3 separate regions of the Mus musculus genome follow, and all the other regions are linked to region 1. Evidence: chromatin contacts called from public capture Hi-C and promoter capture Hi-C data. All regions are on one chromosome and are shown on one strand. Each heading gives the region's core, a stretch centred on a gene start, on an enhancer-like site or on the middle of the called end of the contact. The rest is flanking DNA. Distances are from core to core; before and after follow the strand shown. Region 1 holds the start of Neto2 (neuropilin (NRP) and tolloid (TLL)-like 2). Region 2 holds the start of Mylk3 (myosin light chain kinase 3). Region 3 overlaps Phkb (phosphorylase kinase beta).

Region 1 (4,978 bases), core at 1,831-4,330:
GTCCTAACATACCTGTTAATTTTTAATGTTTCATAAGTAAGTCAGTCATAACATTAGTAAGTCCATGGCATACCCCTCTTTTGTTTGATTGGAGTTTTTTTTTTTTTGGTTGTTGTTGATGTTGTGGGGTTTTTGGTTTATTTATTTTTTGTTTGTTTGTTTGTTTCCTTGTTTTGCAAGGTCTTTGTAGCCTTGGCCTGAGACTCGCTGTGTAGATCAGGTTGACCTGAACTCAAAGAAATCCACCTGCCTCTGCTGGGATTAAAGGTGTGTTCCATCCAGTACAGCCTAGACAACATGATTAAAATGTTACATGTGACTTGGTGAGAGAAAGCCAGATCTGAACTTCAGGAATAATCCTGTGAGAATCTGCAGAGACTGTGTATATGTCTAAGACTGGCGGTGATACTAGAGAAACAAGAGTCCTCAGGTAATGTGACTGGCTGCTTGCTACTGGGTGTTCTCAGAAAATAATAATTCAGCTCAGAGAAGGCAGGCAAAGTGCTCTCCTTCTGACTTAGCTAACATATGCAACAAGGTGGTCTCTGCTATGCTCTGGGCTTTACTACCTTCCTTGAAATTTTCACTACAATACATCTAAAAGACAGCTGTCTGAAGGCACAGAGAGAGGAGCACCAAATCAGCGTTCTCAACTGAAGTCTACTCCCAAGGCGAGACAGCAGTCTGAGATTCCATCAACATGATGCTATCAGCATACACTACAAAGCTTAGCGAGTACCAAGCATCCACCTTATGAATTACCATGGTTTCTCTAACCTATCCCCTCAGCCACCAGATTGATCTTCACAGGACTCCATGACTCCACTAAAAAAAATGATTGCCCTGGACTAAGAACCAAACTACAACCTCCATGCCTGACATTCAAACAAGTCCAGTCAACCCTCCGAATCCTGACCTCTCAGCATCCAAAGGTTCAACCAGTACTGGAACAAGCAACCTTCTCTAAGTGTCTGTATGGAATACGTGCAGATCTTCCTCCTACTGTTATCCCCCAACCAAATACTGTATAATCACTGTGCTCAGTATTGTAGTTAATCTAGAGGTGATTGAAAGCCTGAAGGAGGATATGCGTAGCTTACATGCTCACGGTTTCCTATTGTAGTGGCTATTTCTGGTTGTCAACTTGACAATATTTGGAATGAACTACTATCCGGAATTGGAAGGCTCACCAGTGACCCTTATCTGGAGGCTTGGAGATCCTTATCTGGATCTTGGTTTGAAGATCTTGAGCCATAGTGGCTATGGATTCCAGAAGATTGAATCTCCGTGTTTAAGGAACACACCTTTAATCTGGGCTACGCCTTTCATCTGGGATTAAAGGTGTGGCGGAACACACCTTTAATCTGGGCTACACCTTCTGCTGGAGACAATATAAGGACATTGGAAGAAGGGAGTCTTGCTCTTGCTCCTGCTCCTTCGCCTGCTTGCTACGTGAGACTGAGTAACTGCTAGATCCTTGGACTTCCATTCACAGCTGCGACTGAACAATTGTTGGGAATTGAGCTGCCGACTGTAAGTCATCAATAAATTCCTTTATTATCTAGAGACTATCCATACGTTCTGTGACTCTAGAGAACCCTGACTAATACACCTATGAAGACCTTGACATGTGTCAGGAGGATTAAGAGACAGACATCCTAAAACCAATGGAGAGATGAGTGCATCTCCACATTCAAAGTCCACATTCTCTTTAATCTTTAGTTTCTGATGACACTTGTCCCAAATTCCCTGCTCACACTTGCATCTTACCTGACACTTGACAATCATGACTACACCCCTCCTCTTCACTTGCCATCCAAACATTTTCCATCTTCTTTCTCCCCTTTTTCATGGAGCGTTCTCTGATGACATCATACAGGCTGTTTTTTGTTTTTTGGGTTTTTTTTCTTTTCCTCCATCAACAACTATGCATTGTTGATCCAGAAACTCAAAGGGCTTCCCAGTTTCTTTATCCACTCTTGCCCAGGACTTAAACTGAATTATTAACTGCTGTCCCCATTTATCATTATTTTATTTGTGGAAAAGGTTCTAAAATGCCTTATTCACTGGTTCCTGGGTGCAATTTTAATTTAACTGCAGGTGATCACCTTATAAGCCCCAAATCACACATCTTTCATAACCACTGAAGCACACAGCAAAGGGCTAAACAACTTTATGCTAATAGGTGTTAATTGGTTTTATTTATAAACTTGTTAATTGCTTATACTTCTGTGACTTTCTTAGAGCGATCCAAGAAAAGAAAGAATGTGACACCCTTGGAATATTTTGTTCAGTTGCTGGACGTTCTAATTAGCCATAATTTGCTAGATAAACATTTATATATCAGATCAATTACGGTAGGGACTTAATATTGGTAGGCCCCCCAATACCAGTCATTGTTATATGCACATAACTCAAACCAATAAATGACTGTAGCCCGCCTGCATTCAAGTCATTTCTATTTCAGTAGGATGAAGCAGCTCTGCCAGCAAGACAATTTCAATGCACAAGAGCTGGAGGAAGACGAGATCATGCACAAACTATCCAAGGCACATATAATTCCTTTCCGGTGGCGCTCAGCGGTCCGTCTGTACGGCTGTGGTTAGGGGTGGCCTTGGGGAGACCCAGTCTGCATTCAGTCGCGCCTGTCTCTGCAGCTAGAACAAAGTTTCACTTTTCTGGCTGGCGTGGAGCTTTCAGCCCACTGTGGCGAGGACTGGGAGTGAGGATTCCTCAAGCAGCGCTGTGCCTGGCAACTGTTGGAGAAGGTTCAGTAGGTGCAACAACCCTTACTGCTGGCCGGGGGAACTCACCCGGGCACCTCCAGGGCCCCCGCGGGGGTCTCCCTTCCACCGAGATCAGCAAGGCTGAGCAGACGTTTTCAAGCACCTGAGCTTGAGGTCCTCCGAGAGGGGATGGAAAAATCGGACCTGGGGAGCTCAAGGCTTCGAGAAGACACCGGCAGGGAGGGGTGGGCCGCGCGCGAGGCCCGGGAAGCGAGTGGCGGGCGGGGCACGCGGGAGGGCGGGGCTGCGCGTGCGCAGTGGCCCCGCGGCCGGCACGCGGCGCTGCGCTCGCTGCTTAAATGAGCCGGGGCTCCCGGCGCGCGCCACTTCAAGGGAGCCCGCCGCGGGAGCGTCCGCCGCTGGCTTTCCTCAGCCCGCCGAGAGGCGGCGGCCGTCGGGGACCCGGCACGGCGGGCCGAGGCGCTGCGCCCGCTGCTAGGAAGCGGCGGCGGCCGGCGATGGGGACGGAGCGAAGCTACCCCGCCGGGCCGTGACCACCGCGCCGCCGCCTCGGGCGCTCTCGGAGCGCCGACGCTGAGGAACATGGCCCTGGAGCAGCTCTGCGCGGTCCTCAAAGGTAAGCGCGGGTGCGGGCAGCGCCCCCTTGCGGGCCAGGCCGCGCTCCGCTCCGCTCCGCCGCCGCCTTCGCGCCCTTTGTCTGGGCCAGGCCGCCCGCCGCCGCTGCGAGCTCGCTCCGGGGGACGCCGGCGACTCCGCGCCTTGCAAAGTGTGCGAAGCGAAGGCCGGTGGCCCCAGGTTGCCACCGCAGAAAGTGGTAGCACACAAACCACGAAAGCCCCAACTCCGACGCGCCGCAGCGGTTTCGGAGAAGCCCCCAATGTCCGCGCCTCCCGCGGGTCCCACCTGCTGCGGCCGGGAGGCTGCGGCACCACTGCGGGCTCGGGGCTGCGCGGCGGCCCTGCATGCCCCCCGCGCCCCGCGCCCCGCGCTGCCTTCCCGGGATCGCCGAGTCCCGCTGCCTCATGAGTCCTGTGCGGAGGATGCACGGGTCGGCAGCGGCCGGCGAGCTGACAGCATCGAGCTCCTAAAGCCACTGAGAGGCTGCCTCTCCGCGGAGGTGCTGTTTCAGATAAATATTTCTAGATGGTTTACATTGAGAGGCAAAGTTTATTCCAGAACTCGTCCTGGATTGATCCTTTCATAAATCTCAAGAAAAAGCACCGCCTTTCAGCAAATGACTTCCTTTTCCCCAAATGATTTAATTGCAAATGAATAATATCTGAATGGGTTTTTTTTTTTAAATCCTCTTATATTAAGAGAGAAAGTATGACAGTGTTAAAATACTGGCGCTTACATTTTTAGCACTGAATCCTGATATTTGCACAATTACACATTTTGGTGTTTTCCTGGTACGTGTTAACACCTTATTTTCAAATTTGTTTTGTTAGAAAGTTCAGTGGAACTTTTTGTTGTTCTTGAACTAACAACGTTTTAGACAAACTTCATAATTGGACAAATATTCATAAATTACTAATTGACGTTACAGCCATTTAATTTAAATATTTACCTACCTAACTATATGCATATCAATACTTTTATGTTCAGACTGTGCCAAGATAACCACTAACCTTCTAGCCAGTGAATATTTATTTCAGTTAATCCATAAATTCTTAATAATTTTATTATATAAAAACAAATAAAAAATTCTGTAGCTGCTTTAACTCCTGATTATGTAGTTATTTCCTTGGAAATTAACATTTTGTTTCACTCTTTAATAATAAATGAACCACATGCACAAATGGATTTCTGCTGCTTTAGAGGAATTCTCTTCATTCTAATTGTGAACCCACCATAGTAGGGTTGCCAGCATCATAATGACACGACTATATGAGAGTAGCCTCCCGCAACACTCAGTTGGATCTGTTACACAGCTTTACCTGCAGAACTCAAGGAAACTGAATTGGATAGGGCAATCTCCAGAGGTACTCAAGGAATTGCAGCTCCGCTGCCTGTGCCTTTTCAGTGGGTACACACTGCCCTCTCTGGCCAGTGTGGATTATTGCGCCTATCCAGAAACTCCGTGCTGATGACTGAGCTCCAGTGAAAACAGTGTAGTATCTGGCTTTTATTTTATTTTTTCAAATATTATTCAACCTGAACTATTTTTACATGCTGAAGTATTTTTACAGCTCGAGAAAAATTGTGATGTGGGCTTGCTAAGAAGAGAGCAA
Region 2 (4,978 bases), core at 1,604-4,103, 340 kb after region 1:
ACAAATCAAGGCACTTTAAAAATACATTTTTGGGGCTGAGTGGGTGACATAGCATGCCTTTAATCCTGCCACTCAGAAGGCAGAGGCAGATGGATCTCTTGAGAGTTCGAGGCCAGTCCAGTCTACAAATCAAATTCCAGGACAGCCAAGGCTACACAGAGAAACCCTGTCTCAAAAACAAAACAAACCAAAAAACATTGGTGGGAACAGAGAGGTAGTTACAGGGAGATGGGGGATTTTAATAGGCTCCAGATCTTCTCTGATCTGATATCTTCCCTATAAAAAGTTATTTTTAGGCTTATTTATTTTATGTGTATGAGTGTTTTGTTTGCATGTGTGCATGTACTGTATGATTCATGGTGTCAGCAGATGTCAGAAGAGGGTGTCAAATCCCCAGGAACTGGAGTTGCAGGCAGTTGTAAGCTACTGTGTGGTGTGTCCTGGCGGCTATGCTGCCGAGCCCCCTGTTCAGCCCTGAGATGGCAGTCTCTGGTGGAGACTAGGGTTGTGCTAAATTAGTACATTCCCAAGGTTTTTATCTGTTTGTCAGAATGTGAGGTCCAACACAGACATGGACAAGGAGCAGCTGTTTGGTAAGCTAAAGATCGATCACCCAAGATAAATTGTAACTTAGCCCTGAAGCTGCAGCCTTTCAAATGTTGCCCAAACCTGGAGTTTAAGGCAGGAGCCTTCACAGGCAGCATCTTTTCAGGAACCGTGGCTCACAGGTCCATGTTTCAATGGTCTGATAGCCAGAGCAAGGGACACGAATGTTTCCTTAGGAAATATTCATCCCTGTCAGGCTGACTCACTACAGTACCTGGTACATAATGTGCTGGGTTACTGTGTGTAATGCTGGGTCCAGGGCTCTGTGACACTAGGTAACCGCTCTACCAGCTGAGCTACAGCCCCACTCCATGTATCTGTCTTTAATCTCACCAAGAGAAAACAGACCAGTGTTCCTTTCCATCTTGCCATGCTCATTCCATCACCAAGACTCAGGAGCACGCCCAGAAATGAGTTTGGATAGCTCCAGGCTGGGGAACAGGTGTCTTGTCGGGGGTGAGGTGATGGGGGGTTGTGATCAAACATAGCAAGAACACTGTTGGAAGGCTACCTGTGACTTAAAATAGCAAAATGGCTTGATGGTGCCTATGGGTCTCAGATTTCCAGGTCAGTTTATCAAAACTGATTGTGTTCAGTAAAGGGAATCTGGGGGGACACCAAAGCCCCCTTCCCTTGGTGCCTTCCTGTATGTGGCAAAACCACCCTCGGGACCATGTGCCTGTGTAGCCTGGGCATGTTTTCCTCTCAGGCCCTGCTATTTCCTTCAAGGGACTGCATGAAAGTTGTCATACTGGCCTGGGACATCCTTGGCACTTTTGTGTCCCATACCAGCTGTGACCTGAATGTGTCCACCTCAGGTGCTGATGCTTCTGTAAGAGTCTGACTCAAGCACAGTATTTTTGAAGTGTTTGAAAAGCACAGAAACACAGGCCTCCTTGTTCTCTGTGACACTAGAGAGCTTGGAACCTGAGACACTGTTGTCTGATTTGTTCATTATCATCATTACAGGGAGCCAGGAGGTCGCTGGTATATGTCGGCAGAGGGTATTTTTTTTTAAAGGAACATGACTTGTGGGGTTGCATTTCGTGAGTACGCTAGATTGTTGTTTCTCAGATCTGTGTTTAGGTAGGGGTCCCACGAGCATGTTTGCTAGAGGCATGAGCTGTAGACTTTCCCCACAGGCAGTCCAAATCCACGTATCATGGACCATCCAAACAGGGAACAGCAACAGAAAGCTCATTTTTAGTTTGCAGACACATTAACATTTCATGATGGTTAAAGGCCGAGCTCGATGGCGGGGCTTCATAGGTTACTCTGCCTTCGTCTTGCCTTGTGTTGGGAATTAAATGTGTGTGTGGCTGTGGGATTCCGTCTCCTCAGCGCCTGGAGTTCTGAAAACCCCTTTGCATAGTCTAGCTGAGGAGATGCTCCCGTAGGGATAATAAATCACAGAGGAGTTTACTTTAAGACAGTTTGTTAGTATGCATACTTTTATCCTTTTTTAGAGATCAAAGTGAATTTGTATGTAAATGAGGACATGTTTTTCTGCATTTTATTCTATTCTATTTTGTTTGTTTGTTTTCAAAACAGGGTTTCTCTGTATAGCCCTGGCTGTCCTGAAATTCTCTCTGTTAGACCAGGCTAGCCTCTAACTCCCAGAAATCAGCCTGCCTCTACCTCTCAATTGCTAGGATTAAAGGCGTGCACCAACAGCACCCTGTTATTTTTCTTTTAAATTAAATTGCAATTATATAATTTCCCTTTTCTTTTTCCTCCATCCAATCCCTCTCAGTTCCTCTCAAATTCGTTTTCTTTATTGTTATTATTATATGTATAAAAACACATAAATCTATAAATACAATTTACTGGTTTATTTAGCGTTAGTTGTATGCATATTATTTCAGGGCCGACCACTTGGTATGGGATAACCAATTAGGGCTCATCCCTGGGGAAGACTAATTCTCAGCTTTCCTTGGTTGTCTCCAGTTCTTTGTTTAAGGGTTGGGTCTCATGGATTCCCCTTCCCTGTTTGCATGTTAAAAGACATTTTTCTTCCATTCTTTAGCAAGAACTATATGAGCCCCAGCCTTCTCTGGGCAGACTCTTAAAATATCTGCAGTCAGCAGCCTCTTAAAGAGGAATGTTAATTGTTACCATGATGTCAAAGAGGCCCCAGGAGAAGGGCCTGGGCCAAACTCAGCCTGTCACTCTCTCAGTGGCTGAGTGCGAGATAGACAAGGCAGAAACACAGAGAACTTGGCCCTCTCCGTTCCCCCAAACAGCTCAGTCAGGAGGGCAGGCTGAGGCTCTGCAGCAAGGCTCTTACCAGCGGAGGACAATGGCCTTCCAGATGTTAGCACCAAAGTGAAAGGCAGATCCGCAGATCCGTGGTGCTGCAGGTTCCTTGCCTTTGTCCTTAGCAAACCCGAATTGGGATGTCAGGAGTTTCAGAGGAGGACCCAGAGGGTCTGGCCCCCCAGGGTCTGCCAGCATTGGGCGGAGCCTGCTTAGCCACCATGGACAAAAAACTTAATGTGCTGACTGAGAAGGTCGACAGACTCTTGCATTTCCAAGAAGATGTCACAGAGAAGCTGCAGTGTGTGTGCCAAGGCATGGATCACCTGGAACAAGATCTGCATCGGCTGGAGGCCTCCCGGGAGTTGAGTCTGGCAGGGTCTGGCAGCACTCCCCCAACCACGGCTCAGGCCGCATGGCCTGAGGTCCTGGAGCTGGTGAGGGCTGTGCGGCAGGAGGGTGCCCAGCATGGTGCCAGGCTCGAAGCCCTCTTCAAGATGGTGGTGGCTGTGGACAGGGCTATTACTTTGGTAGGGTCCACATTCCAGAATTCCAAGGTGGCTGATTTCATCATGCAAGGAACCGTGCCCGGGAGAAAAGGCAGTCTGGCCGATGGCCCGGAGGAGGTTGGTTCTGGATTCCCTGACCTGGCTGGAGTGGTTTCCGGAGACCCTGATGGGGAACTGGGACAGGAAATGGTTCTTAGGAGAGCTGGAGACAGTGTTTCCTTGTGTATTCTGTGTCTTGTTGTAGAGGAAATGAAAGGTGGAAATTTAAAGACCATAGATGGATTTCCACATAGTCCAGTGATCCCCACTCTCTTCAAAAACAAAAAGAATGAGGTGGTGATCCAGTCAGAATGGATCCTTGGGCAACTCCAGGCAACCGACCGAGACATGAGGGACAAACTAGCTGTGAGAGTGCTGAGGTCTGAGCTCAGGGAGAGGAAGGAGAGGAGAAAGAGGGAATGGGGAGCGGTGCTGATTTAATGACTTGTAGAGCTGTCGGGTCAAGTGCTCTCTCTCTTTGTCTGAGGATTCACATCATTCTAACTTCTTTCCTCTATTTCCCTTTTCATTTTTTCCTTCTCCCGACTAGAGAGCCTGAACCCAGTCTTGTAGTTACTAAAGCTACATCCTCAAGGCTTTGAACATTGTTAATAATTTCTTTTATAAATAATTTACATAAATTTTATGAATCCTGGATCATTAGTTCCAACCCCTGTTTCCTTAAAACAGAAACTAAGCACAAAGCAAAAGCACATTTCCTTATAGTTTTTACATGACCTGCTCTTCACGGGAGGCTGGGCACGGTGCTCTCGGTTTCCTAGTACTGCAGACAGCAGCCTTTAGTAACTACTTTCATGTAAGAACAGAAGGTGACAGACTACTAACGGATGGAATATGGTTTAAAACCTTTTACATTTTCAGTGAACTGCCTGTTCATGAACTTTCCTATTTTGTTTTACACCTTTCCCTTTTTTTATTTATAAAAGGTATTTATAGAATAATAGAATTAACTGCACTCTGTAACTATATAAGCATTTGAGAACAGGGGAAGTCATAGTCATGTCTTTTCATGTTTGCCATGGTGTATACATGAGGTGACGGTCAGTGCTGGTGGTCAGTACAATGCCTGTCTGCATTGCCCCGCTGTCTCTCCCTGGTCTTTTTGTTTAACTCTCATTATCAGTGACTGCCTGCTGGTTTGCGTTCTATCTTTCAGTTAGAATGTCAGATTTTAACTGGATCATGACATGAAGTTTTTAACTTGTCAAGGATGAACGTGCAGTTCAGAGAACTCTGTGAACTGAGGCTCAGCCACGGGTCTTTAACATATTCTTACTGCCCAAATCTAGACTCCAGAGACATCTAGAGACCCCCTATTTGTCTCGTAAGAGAGTAGGAGTGTAGTAATATGTAGAACTGAACTACACCCTGACATTGTTAAGTCTGGAAACCATGTCAGGGCTTGGTTACTTTCTTATATTATATTATGGTAGTGATGCTGGGGACTGAACGCAGGGCTTCACGTATACAACACAGGTGGCCTGCCTTTGAACTATAGTCCCAGAATACCACCTACCACCTGCCTCATCTTCTAAAGTGCTCACTAA
Region 3 (4,978 bases), core at 797-3,296, 290 kb before region 1:
TGTCCAAATGAACAGAGCAGGCAAAGCAAACAACACTTCTTCCAGTGACTGCAATTATCTTACAGAAGAATGACACGCACAAAATAAAACAGCTTCTACCTCTTTCAAAAGCACTTACTGTCACTTGATGCATCTATATACTTATCTTAAAGAAATGACAAAGCTAAAGGTCCTGCTTCCTTCCTGGAAACAACAATAAAGCAGTTATAAAAGCCCAGGCTAGAGAGTCCAGCCATGGTCCTCACAACTCTGATTAAACCTAAGGGAAGGCAAATATTGCAAAACCAGTAGACAAGAATGGAAGGACCGACCTCAGGAGACATCTGTAAATGAGAGATGAGTGGTGGCAGCAGACAGGGGAAGGGCCAGCTTCCTAAAGCACAGTCATTTCACTCTTGGGTTTCTGTGTCATGTAAAAGGACTTCATGTTGTGGGTCACACCAAAGAAAGATTTCTAATGGTAAGTGGGGGGAACCAGAGGTTAGATGTAAGTACAAGAAGCAGGCTTCTTTTGAGGGTTTCTCCTTTGGGTGCTTGTACTGACTAGATTAGTCCTCTAGTGTCTGAATTTAAAATGTTAGGTCCTCTAGTAGCAGAAGTGGAAGAGGTGAGTGAGGTCTGTGTAACATACAGGTTGACAGGCCTCTATCTCAGCCAGAATCCCAACTTTTAACTTTAACATGTTGAAATCCTACCTAAAATTCCTTCTGGAATAGATATGAACATGATAAATCAGCAGTCAACTTGATGGATGAAGAAACTGAGACCTAGAAATGGGAAATAGCTGAGCAACCATCACCGCTGAAGGTGGAAGGCCCAGAGGCAGGAGAGATTAGGGTTCTCTGTCCTGACCTGTCTGTCCTGGAGTTTCCTGAGTCAGATTACTGCTTGGTCAGAACTAATAAACTCATGTGTATATGTGTATGTATGTGCATGTGTGTGTTTGTGTGTGTGCAGGTGTGTATGTGTGATTAAATCAGAGGCTTTCATTACAAAAAGGACTTTGCTAAGGAAAGTTCTCGTGAAGACCATGTTAGGTGGAAAGGGCACAATGGGAAAGGCACTGAGGCAGAAAGGTTGAAGTATTTGAGGAGAACAGTATGTCTAGAGAACAACAGAGTTGTGAATTTGTCGCCTGTGTGACCTGAGAGATGCCATCTCTCTCTCAGTTTCAATGTCAACTTCCTGCCTTATAAAATGAAAGGCACAAAACAAGGACTAAGACTAACACGCTATAATGTGATACAGGCACTGAGCCTAATGCATGATTTTGCATTTTCTTCATTTAAGGAGAAAAATACTTGCATGCCTGTTACAGAGATGAGTAGCTCAATGGCTTCTACAGGTGTTTCAAAAGAGGAGGAAAACAAAACCACATTTGCAGCCGGAGGTCTGAGACAATAGATGTTTCCCCAGAATGACTTTCTACATAACAATACATTTCAACTGTTTTATAATCTCTTGCCTTGTTTTCATTAGCTATATACTATAAAATATTTTTATTTAGGAATAGCAGAGGATTATGTAAATAGAAATGATCTAATGAAGAGCAAGTCACATTAATAGATTTAAATGTGATGCCAGCATTTTACAGCAATAAACATCAGAGTATGGTCAGCTGCTATTAGGACCAATGTCTAGAGTAAAAATGATTAGCGATTATCTGGTAAAGCACACCTTATGCTGACCGTGTTTCCAGAGAGTTTTAAGTGGTGGCGCACACCTTTGATCCCAGCACTCGGGAGGCAGAGGCAGGCGGATTTCTGAGTTCAAGGCCAGCTTGGTCTACAAAGTGAGTTCCAGGACAGCCAGGGATATACAGAGAAACCCTGTCTAAAAACCAAAAAAAAAAAAAAAAAAAAAAAAAAGAAAGGAAGGAAGGAAGGAAGATCCACCCTGACTGTGTGCAACACCATCAGATAGGCTGGAGTTCAGGACAAAGAAGAAGAAAATTGAAAAAAGGAAGCTGAAATTAGCCTCCATCTGTTTCCTCTTCATGAGTGCAAATGAAATGGGACCAGGTTTCTGACAGGATGCCCACAGCTAGAGAGGTCTCTCAGCCACACTCCCTCCTTGGATGAACAGTACCCTTAATCTGTGAGCCAAAAGAAACTTTCTTTCCTTCCTTAAACTGTTTCTCTGTTACTTTGTCATAAAAACACAAAAAGTAACCACTGCTCTTGCTAAGGAGACAAATGAAGAGGTATACACAGACACATGAAGAATTTTAGAAAGATAATGTAGCATGTCATTGAGCATTAAGAATATGTCAACGACTATAAAAACGTGGATACCAATGAGGCTATAACACAAGACAAGAAAGCTTCCATATGCCTACGTATTTGTAAACTGTTTCAGGATGTGTGATCACACTGTGAACCCTGATATTGTGTTGTTTACTGGGAAAACCTGTTTCTAGTTGTGGTGTGGCTCAGCCCTAGCACACACCTTTAATACAAGAGCTTTCTGCTTATTGTAAACAGGATTAAATGAAGGCAACCATAGGTAGAGGCCGACTAATTGCCAATTGATAGGGAGTGGACATAAAAAAAAAAACACCATAGAGTGTAAGAGGAAGTCAGGAGGGAGGATAGAGACACACAGGAAGTAGAGAGTTGGGGCATTCAGTTTGAGGGCCTTTTTAGATTATATAAACAAAGAGCCTCTTTGTGGGACATCAGCTGTGGAAGATCAGCTGGGTTGCTATCTCTGCCACTCATGAGTTAGCAGGCTTTCACTCCAGTATCTAGCTCCCTAATATTCTTTGGTAAAATTAAACTGTTGTAATTTCCTTAAAAACAATAGTAAATTTATCATTTTCTCCTAGACTGATGATTTTTTCTCAGTTCTTAAGTATGCAATTTGAAATAAAATGAAAAATAATATTTATTGAGCTCTTAAAATGTATGACACATTAAACTCAAGAGAAAGAAGACCAAAGTGTGGACACTTTGCCCCTTCTTAGAATAGGAAACAAAACACCCATGGAAGGAGTTACAGAGACAAAATTTGGAAGTGTGACGAAAGGATGGACCATCTAGTGATTGCCATATCCAGAGATCCATCCCATAATCAGCTTCCAAACACTGACACCATTGCATACACTAGCAAGATTTTGCTGAAAGGACCCAGATATAGCTGTCTCTTGTGAGACTATGCCAGGGCCTAGCAAACACAGAAGTGGATGCTCACAGTCAGCTATTGAATGGACCACAGGGCCCCCAATGGAGGAACTAGAGAAAGCACCCAAGGAACTAAAGGGAACTGCAACCCTATAGGTGGAACAACATTATGAACTAACCAGTACCCCGGAGCTCTTGTCTCTAGCTGCATATGTATCAAAAGATGGCCTAGTCGGCCATCACTGCAAAGAGAGGTCCATTGGACTTGCAAACTTTATATGCCCCAGTACAGGGGAACACCAGGGCCAAAAAGGGGGAGTGGGTGGGTAGGGGAGTGGGGGGGGTGGGTATGGGGAACTTTTGGTATAGCATTGGAAATGTAAATGAGCTAAATACCTAATTAAAAAAATGTATGACACATTTTCATTTGTGACACTGTAGTCCAAAGTTGCCATTTCTATATAATAGACAAGGAAAGGCTTAAAGTGATTAAATTGTTTAAGGCCATAGTTGAAGTTAAAGAGGCAGGCTAGATTTTTATGATGTAAAGACCACACTGCACCACTTCCTCAAAGACACACACACACACACACACACACACACACACACACAGAGTACTTAATCTTCAGGAAGAAAATTTCTAGAGAATTTATTTTTATTTTTTGAAACAAAATAATAGTTTGCACATAATAGAATTAACTCCAAAAGTAATAGAAAGAAAAGACAGACAGACAGACTGACTGACTGAAAGCAAGCCAGCCAGCCAGCATGTCAGGGTGCTAGCCTTTCCCTTTGGTTTTTTACTTAACCAAGAGCAAGTCCATATTTGAGTTCTCCACTTCATGCTCCCCATGTCTTTGATCCTCTGCATGTTGAGTGTATGAGTCTGAATTTGCTCTTGCCTGAGGCTGCCTTGTGAATCAATCAATCAATCAATCAATCAATCTCTCTCTCTCTCTCTCTCTCTCTCTCTCTCTCTCTCTCCCCTCCCTCCCTCCCCCCCTCTGTGTTTGTTTGTGTGTGGTGTGTATCACTAACAAAGGGCTTTATCTTGTCTTTGTGAACAGCACAGAATCATATGAGGAAGGATTGGGAGACTCAGAAATCTTTAACAGAGTGTTACGAGGTATTAAGTTACTGACTCCAAAGTACCCAGATAACAAATAGTATTATAAGAATCATTGTTTATCAAACTACCCAAATGTGTTCAACACTATGCATTTATGGTAGATATTCAGTCATTTGGGAAGGTTGCTATCAATGTCTGTATTTTCTGCTTTCAAAAAATGATACATTCATTTGGGATGTGTCAGGTGCACGGAAGGATGCATAATTTAAGATTACAGTTGTGCATTAGCTTAGGTTGTAAATGCTGATGGCAAGGGAAATCCAAGGCAAGTAAGGTGGATTGTTGCATTGTCCCCTTAAGGCAGGCTAAAGGAACAGGTTGAGGCTGGGCATGGTGGGCACATGTCTTTAGTCCCAGGACTCTCGAGGCAGAGGGAGGCAGTTCTCTGAGTTTGAAGACAGCCTGGTCTACAGAGTAAGTTCCAGGACAGCCAGGGATGTATGGAGAGATCTTGTCTCAAAAAACAAATGAACAAGAAAGAAAGAGAAAAACTGTTTGAACACACAGTATGATAATAGTCTTAAACTGTGACTCCAAGTTCTATTATTAACTCTGGCTGTGACATCCAGTGAAAGTTTTAGTCTCTTCGAAAGTAGGAGATATTTTCATAATAGTCAATCACCACACGAGGTCTCACATGTAGCGCTGGCTGCCCATAATTTGACAGCAAGACCAGAGTCACCTTGAACTCACTAAGCTCTGCCTGACTCAGCCTCTGTCTTTGCTG

The links. Promoter capture Hi-C pulls out the DNA fragments that hold promoters and counts their contacts. Capture Hi-C pulls out chosen DNA fragments and counts their contacts.
Region 2: a contact with region 1 is called in a capture Hi-C map of embryonic stem cells, with 3 times the contacts expected there. The contact joins the promoter of Mylk3 here to the promoter of Neto2 in region 1. A contact is called at or near these places in 2 of 39 promoter capture datasets (both in liver) and 1 of 9 other capture datasets (embryonic stem cells).
Region 3: a promoter capture Hi-C map of the HPC-7 cell line shows a contact between it and region 1, with 5 times the contacts expected there. The contact joins the enhancer-like site here to the promoter of Neto2 in region 1. A contact is called at or near these places in 14 of 39 promoter capture datasets (the HPC-7 cell line, HPC-7-derived erythroid cells, cranial neural crest and 7 more), 1 of 484 Hi-C or Micro-C datasets (nephron progenitors), 2 of 115 datasets of contacts at active chromatin or transcription factors (astrocytes and bone marrow-derived macrophages) and 4 of 9 other capture datasets (adipose tissue, embryonic stem cells, liver and 1 more).

What each region holds. Positions count from the first base shown.
Region 1 is chr8:85,699,026-85,704,003 of GRCm38.p6, reverse strand. It overlaps Neto2 (neuropilin (NRP) and tolloid (TLL)-like 2), which reads left to right and starts at 3,080. Exons shown (of 9, transcript NM_001357288.1): 1 at 3,080-3,363. The coding sequence starts at 3,330. It overlaps Mir8109 (microRNA 8109), which reads right to left and starts at 3,099; the gene lies at 2,983-3,099.
Region 2 is chr8:85,363,199-85,368,176 of GRCm38.p6, reverse strand. Mylk3 (myosin light chain kinase 3) reads left to right here and starts at 2,853. Exons shown (of 13, transcript NM_175441.5): 1 at 2,853-3,488. The coding sequence starts at 3,003.
Region 3 is chr8:85,990,824-85,995,801 of GRCm38.p6, reverse strand. All of the region lies in intron 15 of Phkb (phosphorylase kinase beta), which reads right to left. Among named protein-coding and RNA genes, the nearest start is that of Phkb, 150 kb to the right of the region's middle. Within about 2 kb of position 2,046, at least 7 of the 459 cell types and tissues checked have an H3K27ac peak or open chromatin away from gene starts, as enhancers often do. A contact at or near this core is called in the HPC-7 cell line, where this site is marked.